3 separate regions of the Hordeum vulgare genome follow, and regions 1 and 3 are each linked to region 2. Evidence: chromatin contacts called from public Hi-C data. All regions are on one chromosome and are shown on one strand. The core of a region is the stretch at or near the end of the contact, and the rest is flanking DNA. Distances in the headings are between cores, read along the strand shown.

Region 1 (3,554 bases), core at 531-3,030, 490 kb after region 2:
ACCAACCTCCACCCCGCGGCAACACGGTCTTGAAGTCCCCACGCTGTCTCATCATGACAATGCAAGGTGAGGTCTGCACAATGACGAATAGGAACCAGGACTAGGGCAGCTTCATCATCGGCACGTGAGAGGACTCAACCTTCACCGTCAACGACGGTAGCCGACCGTACACAATAGCAGGATCATACCATGCCCGTGGGCCCAAAGGCCCGACCGAGATCTCAAAGCCCGTAAAGCTCCTGCCATCACGCTGTTGCAGGCACGTAGTCGGCGTCGCCCCCCCATCCGAGCTCCTCCTCCTCACCACGCAGAAGACATCGAAGCCACACTTGGGCCAGCCCGCTAGGACCCAGATGGGGCCCGCAGGGCCTAGATCTGGGCCGAGGGCGCGTTGCCGGCCACCACGCCGCCCCACCGCCAAGGAGCAATGCCGCCACCTTGCCGAGCGCCCGTAACCGCCGATGGGTCGTCGGACCGCTGCCTAGACGAGCATCACCGTTGCCGCCCCCTGCCCTAGGAAGGGAAGAGGCGCGCATAGGTACGGGGGGTCCTGCCGTCGCCGACACCTCCCGGGCGAGGGCCAGGGGTGCCCGCCGACGGCGACGGGTGAGAGGAGGGAGTAGGAGGACCGACGGGGAAGGAGCGTGCGACGCCTCTCGATGAGGCGACTCTAGGGCGAGATTGAGAGAGGGGAGGGAGGTGGGTCGGGGCTCCGGACGAGCGTGACCGATGAACGACGGTGGTTGAAGGGCGCGAGGGAGGCCGCCGACGACTGACAGGGGTGATGGAGAAACCCTAGCGGGGGAGGAGTTGAGACGAGGTTGTTAACAAGGAAGATGACGAGAGTGAGCCAAAGAGGGATTGGTAGCAGCGGGGGGAGGACAGGGCGTATGCTCGAGTCTTTGACCCCGAGTTCTTTCTTTTGATCTCGCTTGTATTTGATCTCTATTCTTCATATTTTCAATGTCGCATTTTTTCCTATATCTTTTTTTTGTTTGTTTACTTCGTTTTTGTTTTTTGCTTCTTTCTCGGTATTTTTTAAATACATGTCTATTTTTTCACAGCCAATGTATAGTTTCGTATACATGAGGAAACAAAATCATAACTACTACATTTCTATGTACATCAGGCACATTATTCATATGCATGGTTAATTTTTGAAAAATATGTTATATTTTTTCAAATAATTTTTTTATGTCTATCTTTCTTTCATGCACACTATGCAATTTTCATATACATATGCAATGGTTTTTACACGTGTTTCTTATTTTTATAAATAATGATTCATATTTTTTAAATATACGTGTTTCATGAATAATTTTTTATACACATCACATGATACATTAATAAAAAAATTAAATGTAGGCTTGGTCATTAGTTTTTATCATAGACACTGCACATCTTCCGTATATGCTAGGAACTATTATTTTATACACATTTCCACATTTCTGAGATACACCTGAATATTGTTTTTTGCACATGTTTACATCTAATACGTGATAAAAAGTTAATATCAGATGCATCTTCTAATGAATACGTGTTCATACACATTTTACATTTCTCGTGTAAACCAGAAACGTTTATTATGCACGTTTAACATTTTACAAATCCATGATTCACATGTTTTAAAATATGTGGTGGATACTTTAGATAATTAAAAAAGGAACAGAAAATAAAAAAAGGAACAAAATAAAAGCAAAATAAAATCAGTGGTAGTCCAATCGTTCTCGACAAGAAGCGTCCTCGTGCATGCATGCGTGGACTCGATCGCTGGCTGGCTGGCTTGTGCCAGCGACGATGTGCATGCATTTTCCACTTGTTTCTTCTCGAGTATACATACTACTCCCTCCCTCCTAAAATAAGTATCTTAAGCTTAGTATAATTTTATACTAGAGCTAGTATAAAGTTAAGACAGTTATTTTGAGACGGAAGGAGTACATAGGAGTATATATTTGGAGGAGGACGTACGTAGCAGCTGGTGGTGGAGAATACGCAACGTAGACCCTATGCACGTTTAATTATTGGGCATGGATGCATCCGAGTCAAACTCAACTGTTTCTTTGACCTGTATTTATTCTGTGTTCGTTTGGCATTTTATGCTTCATTAGTTTGTGGATGAATCAAGGTCAACTCATCAACTTGTGCAGGGCTCCAGGCCTGATGAATGCCAAGATGGTCCGGTTTCTGACTTTTGGCCTTAACTTTGAAAAGGTGCAGCTCAGACCTCAGAGCTGTCTGAATAATTAATTTGAAAGTAGACATATTTGCATAATTAATCTGACCTCAGAGTACATATGGAAAGCCCGGAAAACAGCCATTTTTCGGTGGCAGTCTTAAATATTGGCTGTCAACTCAATCATAGTTAACGTTACATCAGGCTGCTCATAGTGAAGAGTAACATATAATAGTGTCATGCATATGTTATATGATACTACCTTCATAATGCATAGTATCATAGGTGATCTCATTTATTGACATGCATGACACATAGTAGCATAGCATTTAACATGTTACTTTATCTATCTATGTTATTCTAATCCTCTCTCTCTTCTTTAATTACTTGCCACATCACCATATTTGCTAGTCCCAAGATTATGTTACTAGCTATGATATTCCCACTATGGCCAGCCTCAGTCAAGCTGTACATCATACATAAATACATCTTCCGGGAACAAAAAAGAGACGTTACGTGTACAAAATGAATTAATCCAGAATTGACCATTTTAAGGATCAATAATTTACTACTCTTTGACTTGGTACTGGACAAATATGGGGGATGTATTACACACTGGCACACTGTTTGTTTGACAATAAGCATGACAGGTGGAAGCTTATGATCTAATTGCTTCAATTGACCGGCTTCCTATGCTCTCTGGACAGATGTATATGCACTGCTCAGCTCATCCGTTTCCACACAATTTTGTAATGGAATTGTGATAGTATGTTCTTCTATGTGGTACTAAAAAATTTCATGCAAAAACAATTCTGAGTCAGCCGTCTGTCAACACGAGAGAGCGCTTTGTCAAAGTATTTTCTAATGCAAAACACCGAGGAATGAGAGCATTGTTAGAATAAATGGATTTGATCCATTATCAAATTATGAAATCTGAAATGAGCTCATGAATAAAATGGTAAGTGATGGTGTTAAAGTTTAGTCCGATATTGCTAGTTGAAAAAGAGTTGGACCTCTTTATACAGTGGGTTCTTTCCGCCACTCCAAGTGGTGTCTTGTGAAGAGAAAGGGAAGATCACATGCGCTCGCTCGCTTGTCTCGTGTGGTCGGCCTAGGACCGGGGCGGCGTGTACATGCGACACACACGTGAATGGTCTGTCAAAATCCGATATGTTGCCTTGCAAGGGTGCAACTTCCTTTTTTCGTAATATATTTTGGTGTCTTGATACACAAGTTGATTTGTTTTTTTGTGCGGTAAGTTTGACTTGGAAACCAACTCGGTTTGAGAACATGAGTGCGACACGGTGTTGCCTCTGGTCCTCATCTATATACTACTTACCGGCCTCAGCGATAGACACTCCAAAAACACCTCGGATTTCCT
Region 2 (3,717 bases), core at 1,136-3,635:
AATTCAATTTTATTACTCTTTGAGACGAAGTGTGTCTCATTAGCACATAGCCGAGCGACCTAACAAACAAGATGGGCCAGCCCAATTATTAGTTAAACGCATATGCTAGAGTATCCGGTTTGTCATGAATCTGTTTTCACTGGTTTTTTGTTTCTTATTGGAAAAATGTTTGTGTTTTAAAAATGTTTGAGAATTTAAAAATTGTTTATATTTTTCACAAATGATAAATAAAATAAAAATGTTCGTTCAAAAAAAGTTAGATACAGTACCCGCTAGTTAAAAAAATTATTATTCTTTTTAAAATATGTTTGTATTTTTGTTAAATGTTCAAAAAATATTTTATGTTTTGCATAAATATTTGCTACATTACCTCCTATTCTTGATTTTTTTTGTTTTTTCAAAGAACGTCCAAGTTCAAATAAAATAAAATTCGAAAAGAAGTTTAAGATTTCTCATATTCACAACTTTTGCAAAATATTCGCATTTTAAAAGATATTCATTTTTTTCAGAAATAATGATTAACTTTTGTTTTTAGGATCCGACGCCCTTAATAGCCTCTCTAATATGTTGTGCTGCGTAATTAAACACAAATGCTTGTTGGTCCTAGTGGCTATCAACCCCCTCGTTGTAGTAGGAGGTCTTGTGTTTGGATCCTTGCCTAGCAATGTTTTTTTCGTTTTATCTTTTAATATTTGGCCAAACGGTTCATACATGCATCCGTCAATGGTTCGGCTCATCATGGCGTACACAGACGGTGTGCGCGACCCATTTTCTAAAATAACCATACCATCCCTTATTATAAAGAAATATGAATAGATCTCATCCCTTGATGCGTTTAAAAGGATTGTACCGAAGCGAAAGTGTGATCCGCCAGCCTGACAACCGACCGCGTGGCATCCCGTCACGACAGTTGCGGTTCCAAAACCACAAAGATATCTCCCACGATTCCCATGCAAAGATCTCCCCCCGCGAGCTTTTGTGCTGAGTCGCACACGTTGTCCTCAACTAATAAAGCTTAAAGGCCAACACACAACAGTCCACCACCCCTTTCCGGACGATCTATCTTGGCTGTAACGCGTATCGTGTTTTGATATGGCGAATCGGCGACTGTTCGGCGGACACGGCAAAAGGGCGCGCGCGCTGTAAAGCGGGCCAAAGCCGCCCACGCCCACACCTGGCGAGCGCGAGTGGATCGGCCCAGTCCCTAGTTCGCGATGACGGTGATCTCAAATCACTCACACATATCCATCCTTCGACATTGGAATAGTGCGAGGCCAGCTGCTGCAGTTCCGTTTCGTTTCGTTTCTTTGGGTGGAAGTAAACCGTGAAAGTGCAGCGCCACCGAATCAACAATCAAGCGACCGATCAGAAAGCGCAGTGGTAGAAAGGAGTGACGGAGCGACACACTAGCTTAGATCTTTGCTTCATGGACGCAGCACCTTGCTGGAGCAACTGCATGGATAAGCATGCATGCATGCATGCATATGCGACCACGACGTCTCAGGAGGCCACGATTAGACGTGGTGTAGTGGCTTCTGATGGAGCCATGGAGGCATCTGAGCTTTTAGAAGGACGCTCTTCACTTGAGTTTAATCTTGCGTAGTAGCACTGATCGATGAGCATCCATCCAGGATTAAAGAAGAAGGCGCGAAAAGTGTATGGGCGGGCGCCATGCGTGCATATGGGCCTGCCTGCCTGCCTGCCGGTGAAGTCCACACTCACAACTGGCCTAAGAAGCATATGTCCTCTCACTTTCGCGTCAGCTAAAATAATGAAAGACCCGATTACTTAAGTGGGCAGAGTGCGTGGCTGTGGGACACGAAAGGGGGAGAAAAAGGGAGATGAGAACAAGGATGACCTGTCATGTGTCATGGCCGGAGCACATACTACCATAGACTATTCCGTCCGAGGCAGAGCGGCAGCTGTATCCCAATCGGACCAGGAACGAGCGGTACGGGGCAACGCCATGCCGGGCCAATCACCGGCCCTTTCCGCCTTTAGGATATCATTATTGTTATGGATTACACTAAAATAAAATACATGGTGTGGGAGCGCAGCACCGAAGGTACCAGGGGGGAGGAGGAAGCGCTTGGAAGCTAGAAGGAAGCCAGACATAAATCATGCTAGTACTCCAGTAGGCAGTAGCGATGGGTTGATGCATGGATTGATTGATGGTCATGGATGGATGTAGCTTGGCTAGAAAGAGGTGAGTGGGTTGGAGAGCAACTGAAGGGATGAGCGGGCGGACAAAAGAATACAACTGTACTGTACAAACAGGTGAGGTGAGGTTCAGTGCACGGCGAGGAGAGTCCACCCGGGTGACAGGGGAGCAACGCCCGCAAAGCCAACCGGGAAGGGAAGGGAAAAGGTTGGGGAAAGGGAGGGGGATCCCGGCCGGACTCACGCGAAAGCGACGCCCATGCCCATGCCCATGTAGTTGTACGTTTGGATCATGTATGCATGTCATCGCTGGTATTGCCGGGGCGGCCGACCCGGATTACAGCCGTCCAACACGCGAAACCGGAGCTGTTTTCGTTTTCCGCGGTTTGGTTCGTGCCTCAGATGGATCCACGAATGATCCACCCTTCTCGTTCGTGTGCAGGTCGCGGTCGAGCAGCAGTGCTTGGCCTCTCGTCCCCTTCATCCGGTCGCGGTCGATGGAGCTGCGTAAAAGTCAGCCGTCCGTCGCGCTCCGGCTCGCTAGGCCGTGCGTGCGACCTTATGGTTCTTTGGGTGATAAACCATCGATCGGGAGTGCATACGGGAAAACTGTAACCACCAACGCGCCGTACACACCTGTGTGTGTGTGCGGGGCCGTGCCGCGGTGCGTGGCGTCGTTTTTGTGGCGACGAGATGAGAGAAGAGCTTTGCGGCAACTGGAAATTGACGGACGGATTGAGTGAGTGCGGTACCAAATGCTTTCTTCTTTTTCGCGGCTCATGGCCCTCCTTTTACGACAAAAGTACATGTGCGCGCCCTCTGCTGTCTAGTTGAGGGTGAGGTGAAGGAGACGGCAAATCAGCATGCTAGCTACCTAGCTAGCTAGTGCTTTCATCTCATAGTCGGCCTTTGGTTATGTTATATGTTGATTGATTCTGCTCTGGTTTAGTTAATAAATGCGATATTCGTACTAATCTGATAATATAATGATATTAGGATGCTCTTGTAGTCGGCTGCCTAGCTTGTCCGTCCGCTGATAGCGGAGCCGGGTCAACCGCGGCAGTCTTGGCGTCCACGCTGACTTGGGCGTGCATGCATGCACCAGAGCCTACAACCGGGCAACTTTCGCCATACGTAGTCGGCAGTCGGCACTGACTGTGCGTGCGCTCGAGAAAAAGATAGAATGGCGCCCGAGGACGACGGAATCACCCGTGTATCTACGCATTTGGCCTCATGCGCCGGCGTCCACGGCACTGTCCATTCGTTCTGCCGCTGCCGCTGCCCGTACGGCAGCGAGTTGGTGGCCGAAGATGGCCCGCGCCGCACTGCACTGCACTGCATGCAGGGTCGCCTCAAATATCATTCACTGATTGCCCTGGCCAGGTGCACGGCACATGGCAGCGGATCTCGGTGGATCCGAATCATGCGTGCAGCGCGTACGCGGATGGGCCGCGAGATACGTGTGGCAGAGCCGGGATCCTGATCCCGACCCGGTGTCCGCCCGCTAGCGAGCACGAGGGAACGGCCGGCCGGACGGGCTCTAGATCCATCCGTCCG
Region 3 (3,832 bases), core at 1,066-3,565, 440 kb after region 2:
AACGAACAACTCACTTATAATCAATTGTTCGGTTGCGAAAGTGGGAATTTACCTTTCACATATTTAGGGATTCCTATTCATTACCGAAAATTATCGAATAAGGAATGGAAATGCATTGAGGATCGATTTGAAAAAAAAATAAGTTACTGGAAAGGCAAGCTTCTATCCTATGGAGGACGGTTGGTACTTGTTAATTCAGTATTAACAAGCATGCCTATGTTTCTCTTATCCTTTTTCGAGATACCTGTCGGGGTGCGAAAAAGGTTGGATTTTTATCAATCTCGATTTTTCTGGCAAAGTGATGAGGTCGGGACTAAATATAGGCTCACTAAATGGGACATTATTTGTAGACCTAAAGAGCAAGGGGGTTTAGGAATCGAAAATTTAGAGACCAAAAATAGATGTCTACTCAGCAAATGGCTGTTTAGATTATCTATGGAAACAGAAGGTATGTGGATACAGATTGTGACAAATACGTACTTACAAAACAAGACCTTATCTCAGGTTACAGCACGACCAATTGACTCTCCTTTCTAGAAGGGTTTGATGCGGTCTAAAAATGCCTTCTTCAACAGAACTAGGTTCATCATAGGATATGGTGAATCGACTAGATTCTGGGAAGATATTTGGCTAGGGGAGATGCCTTTAGCTATTCAGTATCCGCAGCTGTACCATATTGCACAATGTCGACAAGCATCGGTTGCATCAATATTATGCGAGACACCTCTAAATATTCAATTTCGTAGATCCTTAATTGGTGACAGATGGATTAGTTGGCTGCATCTTGTCAGAAGGTTGATGGACATTAACCTCTCTGACAGACCTGATCGTGTTCATTGGAAGCTGACCACGAATAGAGTCTTTACGGTCAAATCTATGTACACGAATCTCATAGATTCAACACCAATTCCAAAATCAGCGCATATATGGAAGATCAAAGTTCCTCTTAGAATTAAGGTCTTCATGTGGTTTGTTCACAAAGGGTTATCCTAACGAAGGATAATCTAGCCAAGCGAAATTGGAATGGGAATCCTAGATGCAGCTTCTGTTCGGATAAAGAAAATATTAAGCACCTCTTTCTAGATTGTCCTATGGCTAAACTGTTATGACGCTCGCTGCACATTGCTTTCAACATCAGCCCTCCTAATAATATCAACACGTTATTTGGGATGTGGTTAGAGGGGGTTGATGTTCAAACTGCTTCACTTATTCGTGTGGGATCATGTGCACTATTGTGGGCTGTAAGGAATTGCAGAAATGACTTAGTGTTTAACAGAAAACGCGATATTCACTTCTTGCAGGTTATCTTCAGGGCTACCGCACTGATCCGCACCTCGTCATTACTCACTCATGTGGAAGCGAGGGAGCCTATGGTTACTGGGTGTGTCCGTTGGGAGATGGTAGCACAGGGTATCTTTAACCGGTTTGGATGGCGTCATATTAATAAGATATGTGTTTAGTCATCTACCTCTATTGTCTTCTTCGGTTTGGGCGCGAGAGATGCCTTGTATCTTTTTTTATTCACTTTTTGCTACATGTTTATTGTACTTTGTTGAGACTTGGTTTTTATTATAATATATGGCTGCATGCATCTTTCGATGCATAGGTCAGAGCTTTGCCTTTTTTCTTTTTTTTAAAAGTCTTAGACTTGACATGAGTGCTGATATGATGCATTTCATGGCTAGAAGTGCATGTGGCAGGCGAATGTGTCAGCGTCCATGTCTATATTTATCTTTAAAAAGGAAAAATCTTGTTTTCTCATTGCAACGATGTGGGCTGGTCGAACCCATGTCATGTTTTCGAGTGGCTCGTGGGATAGGAAAAGTGAGCTTCTCCTTGGAGCCACTAAAACGCGCGAGGCTTCTTTTCGTTGCGAATGAGAAACTGCAAGTTGTGTTGGGTATGATACTTGGATTATCCCTGCCCCCCATCTCCTTGGGAGGGATCCCTCACAAGACTAAACCACACTTACCCTAAGCAAACAATTATCTCGGGGTGAGCTGAGCAAGTGTCGCAGTCCGTACGGGGCGATATAGGTTAGCGGTTGACTTTTGAGGGTGGAGGAGCAAACCGAACTGAATGAATATATACAAAAATAAAAGGCAGGAGGCCGACGCTTGCAGGTGCTCCCTCCCCGTGTACGTAAGGGTAGCCGCGAGAAAGGGAGAGGCAGAGAGAGGAAATGAAAGCGAAGTTTCCTGGAAGCGCAGGCAGGAAGTCACCTCTCCTCTAATGGCGAGACAGATGGAATCCTATCCTCTGTGCCAATTATTCAGCCAGCCGGGCAGCAGTCACGAGCCGGCATTATTCAGTCGGGTCAGGGGCCGCGGACGGATGGGCGCCTGAACGGAGCCAATTGGTGACAGCCAGACACACACACACAAACACAATACTGGCCGATCGACATGCATCATCACCTGCGTCTGCGGTCGACGGAGGCCACGAATTTGTTTATTCCGATCCACTGCGGTGCGTGCGCGCGTCCACCGCTGATCCATCTGGAGATCCGCTGCTACCAGTATGTTTTGGATTTTTCAGTGTCCGTCTCAACTAATCATGCAGCTGCTCTACCTCTCAGGCTCCCCCGACACCCCTGCACGGCTGCACTGCTTGCCATCCACTCTACTGCTTGGCAACTTCCTACGGACGCCTAAGTGCGTGCTTGTCAACGCAGCCATGTGCTAGCTGCTTGTCAACGTGGGCATGCGCATTGCAAGGTATCGCCCACGGCTGCGCACGCCCGAGAAAACCAGGCTTAGCTCCCAGTTTAATGTACTCACACATAGTTTTCGGGACAAAACTGTGCTCACACCTAGACAAGGATACACGGAGAAAAACTTGTAGCCTATGCCCTAGGTGCCGTTCAGACCCAGACATGTCGCGCTGTACTGCGACTTCCTCTTGAATGAGTGGAATGGATGATGGCTCACCAAACTGCGCCACGTTAAGTATGCGAGGAACACATGTCCAAAATTTGGCCAGGAACCGAAAAGTTCCGCTCGTGCAGACTGCGGAGGCACAGCGGCAGCCACCAGGTACTACCGTGACCCGTTCCTGTTCTTTTTCTTTTCCCTAACTACCAAGCATATATAGGCATCTTTGTCTTGAGAGGTATAGTATTTCTTGCCCGAGGATTGCAGATCTTTATTGTCCATGTCACTCCGCTGAAGTTCCACGCTTGATGCATATACAAACCTAAAGAAATGTCGACACGACGAAAAGGACTGCAGGCATCGCCTTTCTTTGTGATCAAGTCATAATATGAGAAACTATTGTGCTGGATGATGTTTCACCCGATTGTGTGATAGTTTTTTTTTAAAAGAAGGATGACCCCCGGCCTCTGCACGCGAAAGATGCATGCAGTCATTTTATTAATTATTCACAAAGATTTTATAAAGCAATACATCAATATGTTTGAAGCCACCCTCTTGGCAACATTTGTCGCTACTCCTATGCAATAATAAAGGGGTGCAGAAAGTGTGAGCCATATACCCATACCTCTCACCTAGACTAACATCTAAAGCCGGTGACCCCGACCGAGCTACATACCGGGTCAGGGGCACAAACCGGTCCGACGCACCCTCACAGGTCGTCGCCGCCCCTTCCATCAATCCATCTTCAAAACAGTTACTGACGCATCGACCTTGCAAGGCTTGCTGTCGATGCCCCCACGACACCAGACAGCGCCTCCTCCCTACGCGCGCTCATCATCACGCATCCGTCATCGAGACTTTGCTGCGCCTTGCCGCCGAGACTCCACAGTGTCGATATGTCACAGGGAACGCCACTCCACCATGGATGCCGACCAGTGGTCCCTCGAGCCCGTGTGTAC

The links. Hi-C and Micro-C count contacts between places; a contact is called where the count stands out from the background.
Region 1: a contact with region 2 is called in a Hi-C map of leaf, with 5 times the contacts expected there. The contact joins two enhancer-like sites. A contact is called at or near these places in 4 of 6 Hi-C or Micro-C datasets (leaf and seedling).
Region 3: a contact with region 2 is called in a Hi-C map of seedling, with 2.1 times the contacts expected there. The contact joins two enhancer-like sites. A contact is called at or near these places in 2 of 6 Hi-C or Micro-C datasets (leaf and seedling).

What each region holds. Positions count from the first base shown.
Region 1 is chr6H:462,370,162-462,373,715 of MorexV3_pseudomolecules_assembly, reverse strand. No RefSeq gene overlaps it. Among protein-coding and RNA genes, the nearest start is that of LOC123404304, 110 kb to the left of the region's middle. Within about 2 kb of position 1,780, at least 1 of the 3 cell types and tissues checked has open chromatin away from gene starts, as enhancers often do. A contact at or near this core is called in leaf, where this site is marked.
Region 2 is chr6H:462,856,264-462,859,980 of MorexV3_pseudomolecules_assembly, reverse strand. No RefSeq gene overlaps it. Among protein-coding and RNA genes, the nearest start is that of LOC123401793, 150 kb to the left of the region's middle. Within about 2 kb of position 2,385, at least 3 of the 3 cell types and tissues checked have open chromatin away from gene starts, as enhancers often do. A contact at or near this core is called in leaf and seedling, where this site is marked.
Region 3 is chr6H:462,420,639-462,424,470 of MorexV3_pseudomolecules_assembly, reverse strand. No RefSeq gene overlaps it. Among protein-coding and RNA genes, the nearest start is that of LOC123404304, 57 kb to the left of the region's middle. Within about 2 kb of position 2,315, at least 3 of the 3 cell types and tissues checked have open chromatin away from gene starts, as enhancers often do. A contact at or near this core is called in leaf and seedling, where this site is marked.